Regions from separate parts of the Mus musculus genome. Here all the other regions are linked to region 3. The links are chromatin contacts, called in public HiChIP or PLAC-seq and Micro-C maps. All regions are on one chromosome and are shown on one strand. The core of a region is the stretch at or near the end of the contact, and the rest is flanking DNA. Distances in the headings are between cores, read along the strand shown. Region 1 has its middle 74 kb from the start of Nmu. Region 2 has its middle 110 kb from the start of Gm32727. Region 3 holds the start of Srd5a3 (steroid 5 alpha-reductase 3).

Evidence for each region. A called contact is a pair of places that touch in the nucleus more often than the background predicts. HiChIP or PLAC-seq counts read pairs in DNA pulled down with a chosen protein or histone mark.
Region 1: a FOXA1 HiChIP or PLAC-seq map of pancreatic cancer cells shows a contact between it and region 3. The contact joins the enhancer-like site here to the promoter of Srd5a3 in region 3. A contact is called at or near these places in 4 of 39 promoter capture datasets (the 3T3-L1 cell line, liver and stem cell-derived epiblast-like cells), 3 of 115 datasets of contacts at active chromatin or transcription factors (bone marrow-derived dendritic cells, extraembryonic endoderm stem cells and pancreatic cancer cells) and 2 of 9 other capture datasets (embryonic stem cells and pancreatic islet).
Region 2: a Micro-C map of stem cell-derived motor neurons shows a contact between it and region 3, with 4 times the contacts expected there. The contact joins the enhancer-like site here to the promoter of Srd5a3 in region 3. A contact is called at or near these places in 27 of 39 promoter capture datasets (the 3T3-L1 cell line, 3T3-L1-derived adipocytes, the HPC-7 cell line and 16 more), 2 of 15 datasets of contacts at CTCF or cohesin (the NIH/3T3 cell line and embryonic stem cells), 142 of 484 Hi-C or Micro-C datasets (the 3T3-L1 cell line, the 63-12 cell line, the AML12 cell line and 83 more), 32 of 115 datasets of contacts at active chromatin or transcription factors (the HPC-7 cell line, astrocytes, bone marrow-derived dendritic cells and 18 more) and 5 of 9 other capture datasets (adipose tissue, embryonic stem cells, liver and 2 more).

The regions. Positions count from the first base shown.
Region 1 is chr5:76,435,988-76,439,221 of GRCm38.p6, reverse strand. No RefSeq gene overlaps it. Among named protein-coding and RNA genes, the nearest start is that of Nmu, 74 kb to the right of the region's middle. Within about 2 kb of position 1,796, at least 38 of the 459 cell types and tissues checked have an H3K27ac peak or open chromatin away from gene starts, as enhancers often do. A contact at or near this core is called in pancreatic cancer cells, where this site is marked.
Region 2 is chr5:75,867,917-75,871,065 of GRCm38.p6, reverse strand. No RefSeq gene overlaps it. Among named protein-coding and RNA genes, the nearest start is that of Gm32727, 110 kb to the left of the region's middle. Within about 2 kb of position 1,320, at least 3 of the 459 cell types and tissues checked have an H3K27ac peak or open chromatin away from gene starts, as enhancers often do. A contact at or near this core is called in stem cell-derived motor neurons, where this site is marked.
Region 3 is chr5:76,138,832-76,141,888 of GRCm38.p6, reverse strand. It overlaps Srd5a3 (steroid 5 alpha-reductase 3), which reads right to left and starts at 1,616. Exons shown (of 6, transcript NM_020611.4): 1 at 1,341-1,616. The coding sequence starts at 1,561.

The sequences.
Region 1 (3,234 bases), core at 547-3,046, 300 kb before region 3:
GAAAACACAAGGGGAGGTTGTCAGTGGTCCCCTGTGGTAGTCCCTGCATCACTGGTACCCTCCAGGTGACCTTGACCAGCAGGGGCCAAATGAGAATAAGAACAGCATCTGCTTCACAGGGCCACATTTATTCCCATTCAGAAATAACATCTTTACTTTCCGGATTATGTCCTTTCTATTCTTTGTGTGTGTGGCCATCTGTTTCATGAAGTGAGATATTGGAATCCTCTGGTGGTTATTATTGTTATAATGTTCTCATTTTTAATGCATGCAAACAGAAAGGTTGTCATTTGTAAGCCATAGACCTCTGTATAAATTGGTTCTTTCTTTGTTTCTTTTTTTAAGAACTGGTTTGAAAACTCCAATATCTGGGTGAGTGAGTGTTCTGTCAATATGGTTTGTCTTCGTAAAGACTCAGTGTTAGGAAATGGGTTGTCTGCATGGCATTCATCTGTGCAACCTTGTCTTTCAGAACAGTGTTACTCCATCCTTAAGAGCATGGGCTGTGAACCCAGGTGACCAGGGCTCAGATTTCAGTGCTGCCAAGTGACCAGAATGGGGAACTTACTAGCCCACTGGCATCCCACTTTCCTTTTCATCCCAGCATCAACAACAGCCGTACAAGTTAACAGAGGATGGGCTGACAGTGACCATCAAGTGAACTGATACAGATAAAATGCTTGTAACAGTACCTGCCATACAAGACATACGCTGGCACACATGGATGCTATAATGGTCATTTGTTCCTTTTTCCCATTGCTAACAGGACATTTATTTATTTATTTTGGCTTTTTGAGACAGGATTTCTCTGTGTAGCCCTGGCTGTCCTGGAACTCACTTTGTAGACCAGGCTGGCCTCGAACTCAGAAGTCCGCCTGCCTCTGCCTCCCGAGTGCTGAGATTAAAGGCGTGCGCCACCACCCCCGGCTAACAGGCTATTTATAACCCAACTTACCTGTAACTACGTATCCATCCCAAGGTTGCCTGGGAGATGATTTGGTAAAATTATATCAGTAAAGGTTTTCTATTTCCCTCTCTGTATTCTATTGCATATCTTAAAAAAAAATCAGTCCCACATCTTTTTGAAATCCCATGAATATCTAGGATGTAGGGAAGACATAAATTAACTTTTTGAAAGTTTTGGATCCTGTCACAACAAGCCCTGACATATGGGGTTTTAAGTATCAAACCCAAGCGGCTTCACCACACACTACATCATGGTAGGTTTGATTATACAGCTCAACACCACCACCCACAGACTCAGAATATTAGAAGAGGGCGTCTAAGTGAGGTGGTCATGAGACACAGTGGGACCCAAGGGGCTTCCGGGTAGGAGGCCCTCAGCAGGACCGGGAGCGGAACTCGTGGTCATGACTCAGTGTGACCCACTTATGATTTATTGAAGACTTTAAAATGAAAAGTGGCGGTGCTGAGGCTGAGGGCTTTACTTGCGTTTTATAATCCTTGCAAATCCTGTTAGCTATCTCCCTGGCACAAATGAATGCAGAACATACTAAGAGATGTGATTTAAGTTGTCCAAAGTCCTAAGACCACTAAACTAGACAACTGGGACTCACCCCCATAGCACCGAACTCAAACCACCCTTAACTGTGGTTTCCTGCCCACTGGGTTATTCCCACGGGATAATTCCATGAACATCTCCCCACAAAGTTCCAACGTACCATATGACCAGCTGGATGTAGCCAGCAGGCCAACTGTGAAACCTCCAGACGTCCAGGCTAACACAAAAGGTGTCTTGATTCATCTGTGCCAAGACTTAGTATGGAGCAATATGGCACTGGACTATTTGGGCAGACCTCTCTGTAGGCTGACTCACCGTCTTAGTCACAGACTTGCACACTATGTACTTACGGTCTGGTTTCAAGTACAGGCAGACATGTTTACTTATTGTTGTATGTACTTAAAAGTTTTCCATAATGAAAGGCAGGGCTGGCTACTGAAAAGAAAGCTGCTGGCACTCCCATGTCACCTGGGACTTGGCAGCCAAACTCCTCTCTTAAGCAGTGAGTGAAGTTAGTCAGAGGACATCGGCAAGCCTCAGATGTCAACAGCACTCTGCGTTTTGCAAAGTAGTTTCATGGAGGTGTGTCTGTTATGGCAGGTGCTCTGTGCTGGCCAGGCCACAGAGGAGTTTCAGCCATGTTTGCCTTTAGTGGGTACCAAGGACTGTGATAGACTTTGAGTGTAGCCACTGGGAATACAAGAAACCTTCCTTTTGCATTTTGAACACCTTATTTAAGGGTTGTTCCTGAAACTGAGTCAGGACTCATCAGAAGTCCTGCTGAAAGACAGGGGGCCAGTTTCCAGTGGTCACTTTCTGGCTTGTTTTGTTGTTTGCTTAGAAACTTGATCATTGAAAATAGTTCAGCTTTGTTTCTTCTTTTTAATCTAGATTCCTGGATAAGAGCATGTTGAGTCTGTGAAGCAAATGGACCTATGAGAACAGCCATTAAGTCTCAGTAGCACATGGCCTGTTATTAATCTGACCTACATGTTTTGTGAAAACTTGTCTCCAGAAAGTATGTAAGAGGTGGAATGATCTGGATGTGGGTGCCACTCATTGGTTCATGGTCTCCTGCAGTCTACAGCCTGATTTTCTTTAAAAATGTTGGGTAGTAACATCCAAGTAGTTAGTCCAAGGTGGGAAACAGGATAGTATAGTGAATGATTTGCAGAGAGTTAGATTTGAATTCCAGCTCCACTGCTTCCTCAATGTGCCTCTTTGGGGTAGTGACTTAGCCTCTCCTCATCTTAGCTGGTCCACTGTGAGTGGGAAAGATGCAGATTGTTAAAAATAATAAGCCCCAGATGATCAGGAGTGGCTCAGGTCTTTAGTCCCAGTACCTGGCAGGCAGACCTCTGGGTTGGAGGCCAGCCTGGTCTACACGGTGACTACAGAGTGAGTTCCAGAACAACCAGAGCTACACAGAGAATCTCTGTCTTGGAAAACCAATCATCATCATCATCATCATCAACAACAACAACAACAACAGACCCCATTTGGATTCAAGAAAGCAACAGAAGAAAGGCTTTGGTCCTTTCTTTGTGACAGGCATTGTGGTATGTCCTACAGAAGGCACAAACTATCCAGTAACTAACAGAAGATGCAGATCCAGACAGGGAGACGTGTGAGGGGCCTCTGGTGTGAAAGAAAGAAAGAAAGAAAGAAAGAAAGAAAGAAAGAAAGAAAGAAAGAGGAAAGAAAGAAAGAAA
Region 2 (3,149 bases), core at 71-2,570, 270 kb after region 3:
TACGTTGTCACTCGTGATGGGTTTTCCTCGCATCACTTTTATTTTTTTTTCAAATACGTCATTGAAATATTATTTTGATGCTGAATTTCTCGGCGCCTCGCTTCTGATTCCCGTCTGTCCCCCAACCCTGTCCCTGCCCCTCCTTGTCGCCATCCCCCCACTATCTCCCTGTCCCTCCCCACCCCATCCCTGGCCTTATTCACACCAGATGGTGATTGGCAAACACTACCGTGTATGAGCTCATCCAGCCCTCACAGCAATCTAATAGCCCTAGCTCCGTTTTATAGTATCACAAATTGACCCACAGAAGGATTAAATCTCTGCCAAACTTCATGTTAATTGAAATATTAACCTGCTCAAGTTGAACGCAGGCCGTGTTCTTCTCACAAAACATAATTCGAGTCCAAGGCAATATACACAGAGACACTTTGGAGAATTGTGTGAGAGTCGACTAAAGTATATAAACAAAGATTACTTAAACAACCATCATTACTGGCATTTAGATCACAGAATGCTTAACACGGGAGGCTGTAAGGACGAGCAATGTTAAGTAATATTTGAGGGACTCCCTCCTTTAAAAGGTTGTGTTTGGTGTGTATGGTGGCGTGCACCTAGAAACACACCCCTCAGGAGGCTGAGGCAGGAAGATTGCCAAAGGTTTGAGGCCAGCCTGGGCTACAAGTTAGACCCCACGTCTTAGTTAGGGTCTCTATTGCAGTACCATGACCAAAAGCATCTTGGGGAGTAAAGGGTTTATTTCAGCTACACCTCCCAGACCATACTCAGTCCCCGAAGGCAGTCAGGGCAGGAATTCAAGGCAGGAATATGGATTCAGAGACTAAAGCAGGGGCCGAGGAGGAATACTGCTAACTAACTAACTTGTTGCTCAGGGCTTTCTTAGTCTGCTTTCTTAGACAACTCGAATGAAATTATCTGCCCAGGGTGGCAGCACTTACAGGGACCTGGGTGCTCCCACATCAATCAGTAATCAAGAAAAGACCCCAGAGACTTCTCTATAGGCCAGTCTTCTAGAGGCATTTTTCTCAGCTTCCAGATGAGAAGTTTATGTTTGTGTCAAATAGACACTTTGTCACAACAAAACAAAAAGGAAAAAAAAAGTATATTGGATGAAATGTTTTCATTTCTATGATTTCATATTTTCTGCTTCAAAGAAATGTCTGTCCCGACACATTCTTTATGCCATTGGCTATATTTTGACATGCAGTGTTCCAGTGTCTCTAAACACTCCTGTGCCCTCCTTCATCGTAGCAGCCCGTTTAAGTATTCATTTATCCCATAGTTAACCCCAGGACTTGGTTTCCCTTGGATACACACCATCAAAGCCATTTTTAATTAAATTTCTGAAAAGCTTGGCAGAGTAAGGGGGTCGGAGTGGGAGCATCTGACTGGCCAGGCAAGCTTTACTGGCATGTTAGCCATACACTGTGTGGAAAAATTGTTTTCATCATTTTATAAATACAGCACATTCTACTCCCCCATGATTATCTCCAGAGAAATTTCTGGAACCTAGAGGCTATAGCCTGGAAAGAATCAGAGTAGCCAGGCTCGAGCCACAGGTAGAAACACTCTTCCGAAGCCCCTAAGATGCAGGTTTTGACACCAGGTGAGGAGAAAGGTGTACTGGATTTTGTCTCAAAAGTACAGCCTTTTCCTTAGCAGGCTGGTGGATAAATGGTATGGAGGAGCCATGGGGGGGGGGGGCATTACCAGGTTTTTCATTCACATCCTTTATCTAGTCTGGTTCCAATGGGGCTCAGAGAGTGCATAATCTTATGCAGATTGGATGTGTGCAATTTTGCACATAGAACCCAGGGATCCACATTTGAGAAAGACAGGTAAAGGAAATGTCTCTCTAGAGAAATGGTTGTGTTAGTAATAGTCTCTGGGGACCTGGATTCAGGCCTTTAAAAGAAAAGCTTAATGTTCCCAAAGGAAAGCATCATACATCTTAAATCTTCCACAATGAGCTATTCATTATTCACTTATTCAACACATATGGATGATTCAAGCCATGTCCCAGCGGAGGGCAGTGTCATTGTCCTCTCAATGATTTCATCCTAAGGAAGGGACAAGCTGTGAGGAGGCAGGAAAGAGTCCCTTGTTCCTTGCTGAAGCCTTGTGATGTGCTTATTATACCTCCTCACTCTGAAGGACTCTGTCTAGTATCCTCTGTAGAGTTAGTGGTCGTGAGTTTCTTTAGCCTGCATTCACCCTTCAATTTCTCCTTCAATTACGGCAGATAGTTTTTCTGGGTATAACAGTCTTCTTGATTGTTCACTATTATAGTTCAGGATTTGAAGTACACAATTTCAAGTCTGACTGACTTTTAAATTTTCTATTGAGAAATCTGCTGTTATTCTAATGGATCTGGCTTTACATGCATTTCCTCTCTTGTTGGCTTCAATATACATTCTTTGTTCAATGTACTGAGTGGTTTAATTATCATGTGAACAAGGGTGTGCTCTTTTCTGGTCTTGTCTATTTTTTTGTGCTCAGTGCCTCCTTGCATCTACTTTGGCATCTCATTCCCTAATTTTTGGACATTTTCTCCTGGTTTATTTAAATGTTTTCTAAACCCTTAGAATGAAATAAAATTCTTCTCCCCAGGAAATCAAAATGTTTCTACACAGCAAAGAAAACAGTTTACCAAGTGACAAGACAGCCTGCAGAAGGGGAGAAAAATCTTTGCCAGTTAGACATCTGATCAAGGTTTGATATCTAAAACATACAAGGTTTCAAAGAATGCCACACCTTTTCTAGGTTTTCTAATAACTTCATACATGTAAAAATGGCATATGCTTAAATAGCCATGTTTAAAATAAGCATACTTTAAAATAAGGTGAATAGAAAGACTTAAGACTGAATAAATCATGAAAATGTAGACAACAAAATATATGGACTGGACAGAGGTGAGTGGTGTGAGCCATCACTGGAGCTTCATTGTCCAGCTCTGGCCTTGCTCCCTGGTCTAGAGGAGCCTTGAGGGAACCCAAGAGTGCCCTGCCTCCCTGTGGAAACCTTCAGGGGCCCCAAAACTAAGCAGCTTGAAACTGTGCCCAACTACCTCTCCTAGTTGGATCTGCCTACCACCACAGAGAGTCTGCCTGGGACAGCCAGCAGAGTCCTGC
Region 3 (3,057 bases), core at 367-2,866:
TTGTTTTGTTTTGTTTTTAAACCTTTGTCTCAATTAAAAATGCCTTTCCTTATAGGCCTGGATTTGTTGGACCTTCTCCAGTATTGAAGGAAAAACAAACAAACAAAAACCAACTCAATTTAGGGAAAAACAATAGGCCCTGTCACCTCGGAGCACCTGAACACCTTGGGAAGTTCTGCTCTGAGTTCTGGAAGAAGGAAAGAATAATTATTTCACAATACTGTTAAGAATTAGAAGAAGCCCAGAGTACCAAGTGTTACCGGGATGAATACAGGGAAGGCCCACCTCTTTCTTGGCTGTCACACAAAGGCAGACTTGAGTGTAGCAGCTGAGGAGTCCCATCCAGAGAGACTGAGTATAAGTGATTTTTAAGTGTGCTTTGAACTCTGGGGACACTAGAACCTCTCTCAAAAGTCAGAAAATAAATTGCTATATAGCATAAGGGATATAGGCCAATCAAACCCGAGGATAAGAGGACGGTAGGATGGTCTTAAAATTGGGCCTCTAAGGAAGAGTTCTTCCGGGTCTTAATCTCTTTACCATTCATTCTTCACAATGACATGGTACTCTGCTCTCACACTAACCCCCTGAAAGACCCCCTCCAACAGTCAGGACATAGCTGGGGCCAGTTGATAGCCCCACCGCCATCTGCAGAGGTGGGCAACGGCTACAGATTTCTAAAGCAATCTAGATGAATCCGTCAGAACCCATCACATTCCTTCCAATTCAATTCTAAATGCAAATGCGTGATGAATTTCATAAAAAAAAATGACACAGCTTTATTATCTAGAATACTGTGTTAAGATGACTTCTCCATCTACATACTGAATTCATCGTGGAGTTAAAAAAAAAAAAAAAAGAAAGAAAGAAAGAAAAGGAAAGGAAAGCCATGTGGCGGGTCTCACATATTCTCAGCGGAGTCCATATGTACCCCGGAAGATTTTAGTATTTCACAACTTGGTTACTGAGCCTTCCGGGATGGGTTGGGGCAGGGCATACTGGGCTAGTTTGCCAGAGCACCTGTGGAGATGCAGGTTAGTGATGTCTGCACAGCCCCAGGGGAGCACACTCTGGACTTCTTTCTTGACTGTGACAGATCGGGCTGAGAACTGCGGAAATCGAGGAAGAACTTGCCTCCAAGTCCATGAATTTCCACGACCTCAAGTTCTGGGGAGGGGAAGCGGAAAACTGGGGGTAAAGAAGTCAGGGCGGCTCCCTGGGGGCCGGGCCAACTTGAGATGCTCTGTCATTTCCGGGGACGGCTCGGGGACAGCCCCTGGCTCACGTGCCTGCGCCGCCTCTGTTGCCCCCTGCCGGGCGCGCCCCGCCACCGACGTTACCTCTTGGGGACATCGAAGGCCCTGCAGACGGCGGGGCGCCGCGAGCCGGACTGCTTGGTCTTCCCGTAGCGGAGCAGGTCCTGGAAGAGCGCGCAGCTCGGCAGCAGCCTGGCGGGCGCCAGCTGCAGCAGCAGCGCGAACAGGAAGGCGGCGGCCAGCGCCAGCCACAGCGTCCGCAGGGGGTTCAGGGCCGAGAGCTCAAACCCGGCCCACCCAGCCATAGCCCGGGAGCCGGCTACAGATGCGCGCCGCCGCGCCGCCCTCCTTCTCTCACCCCCTCCCTCCCTCCCGCCTCGGCGGCGCGCTTGGCGGTGACGCGGCTCCTGGGCGGGACGCGCGGCCCCGCCCCTGGCTAGGCGCTCAGGAGCTGGGTTGTGCTCCTGCTCACCTGGTTTGAGCAGGCTGCGCTTTAGACTTGTACTGCCTCTAATCTAATTCCGAGATGCAACTCCAACTTGAAGTTCTGCAGGAGCATGCGAGACCACGTGCTACAGTCCAAGTCTTGTAGAGATACGTTACACCTATTTATTAAGTGGAGTGGAGCTATGCCAAGAGGTGTGGGTGGGAGCCCAAGACAGCTTGGGGGGAATTGGTTCTCTCCTTCCACCATGTGGCGCTTCGGGGATCCTATTCTAGAGGTCAGGTTCTCACCAGCCTGTGTAAGTTTCTATAAACTTTGACTGCGGGATTACTGCTGCGAAAAAGTGTGAAGAGAAATTTTGGTTGAAGTACAGGCTGAATTCTTGGCTGGGTCCCTAGAGGGGGCCCCCAGGAGTCAAGATGCGAAGGATCTTAATACCACGCTGGTCTACCAGAAGCACCAGATTCATTAGCATACTCCAGATGGGGATCGCTGTAAATTCAGGGATGACCTCTGGAAAGACCTCGGTGAGGGAATTCTACACTTTGTCAACTGTAGGCTGGAGCTGCTCCGGCAAACTCTGGATTTTGGAGTGGAAAAGCAGAGTAATGCCCTCAATGGACCTACGTTTTTCACCCATCTGCTCCATGGACAAAGTGTTTAACTAGCTGTGTCTGCTGCCTTTATGGCTAGGAATGAAAAGATTTGGAAGACCTTTATGCACTCATTGGCTCGAGTCCATGGGGCAGTGGGGGTGAGGGGGAAGGCAAGGTATGAGACAGCAAATCTCCAAAAACCTCCCTCCACGGATCTGGCTCAGATGCTGTCTTTCAGGCATCAGTGGAAAACACCATCACGTGTTAGATGAAGGCCTGGTTCCCTGTTGACAGCTGCTTAGTGGTATTTCAGGCTATCGGGTCCTTGAGTAATGCAGGCTACTCAGAAAGGAGGAAGCAAATGGGATCCAATTGTGTACCCCTATAATACAAGTCTTTATCACAGCCTTGCTTTCAACAGAAAAATGACTACACCCCTAAATCTGCCTTGATGCGTTTAGCCAAATTATGGTACACTCCCATTTTCTCTCTTAAAAAAAAAAAAGAAAAGATTACAGAGTGGGGGAAAAAAAGAATACTTTTATTTATAGATTGTATGTGTGTGTGTATGTGTGACTGGCCCATCCATGTCAATAATCATTAATAATATAGTTAAGCTTCCTCTCCTCAGTTATATAACTCTGGCCTGTGTCAAGTTGACAAAACTAACAAAAGCAACCAGGACATTCGAGTTCCTGCTCCAGCCTCCTGCTATCGTGCCTCCCCTGACAACACGGGCCCTTCCTCTGGAACTGTGAGC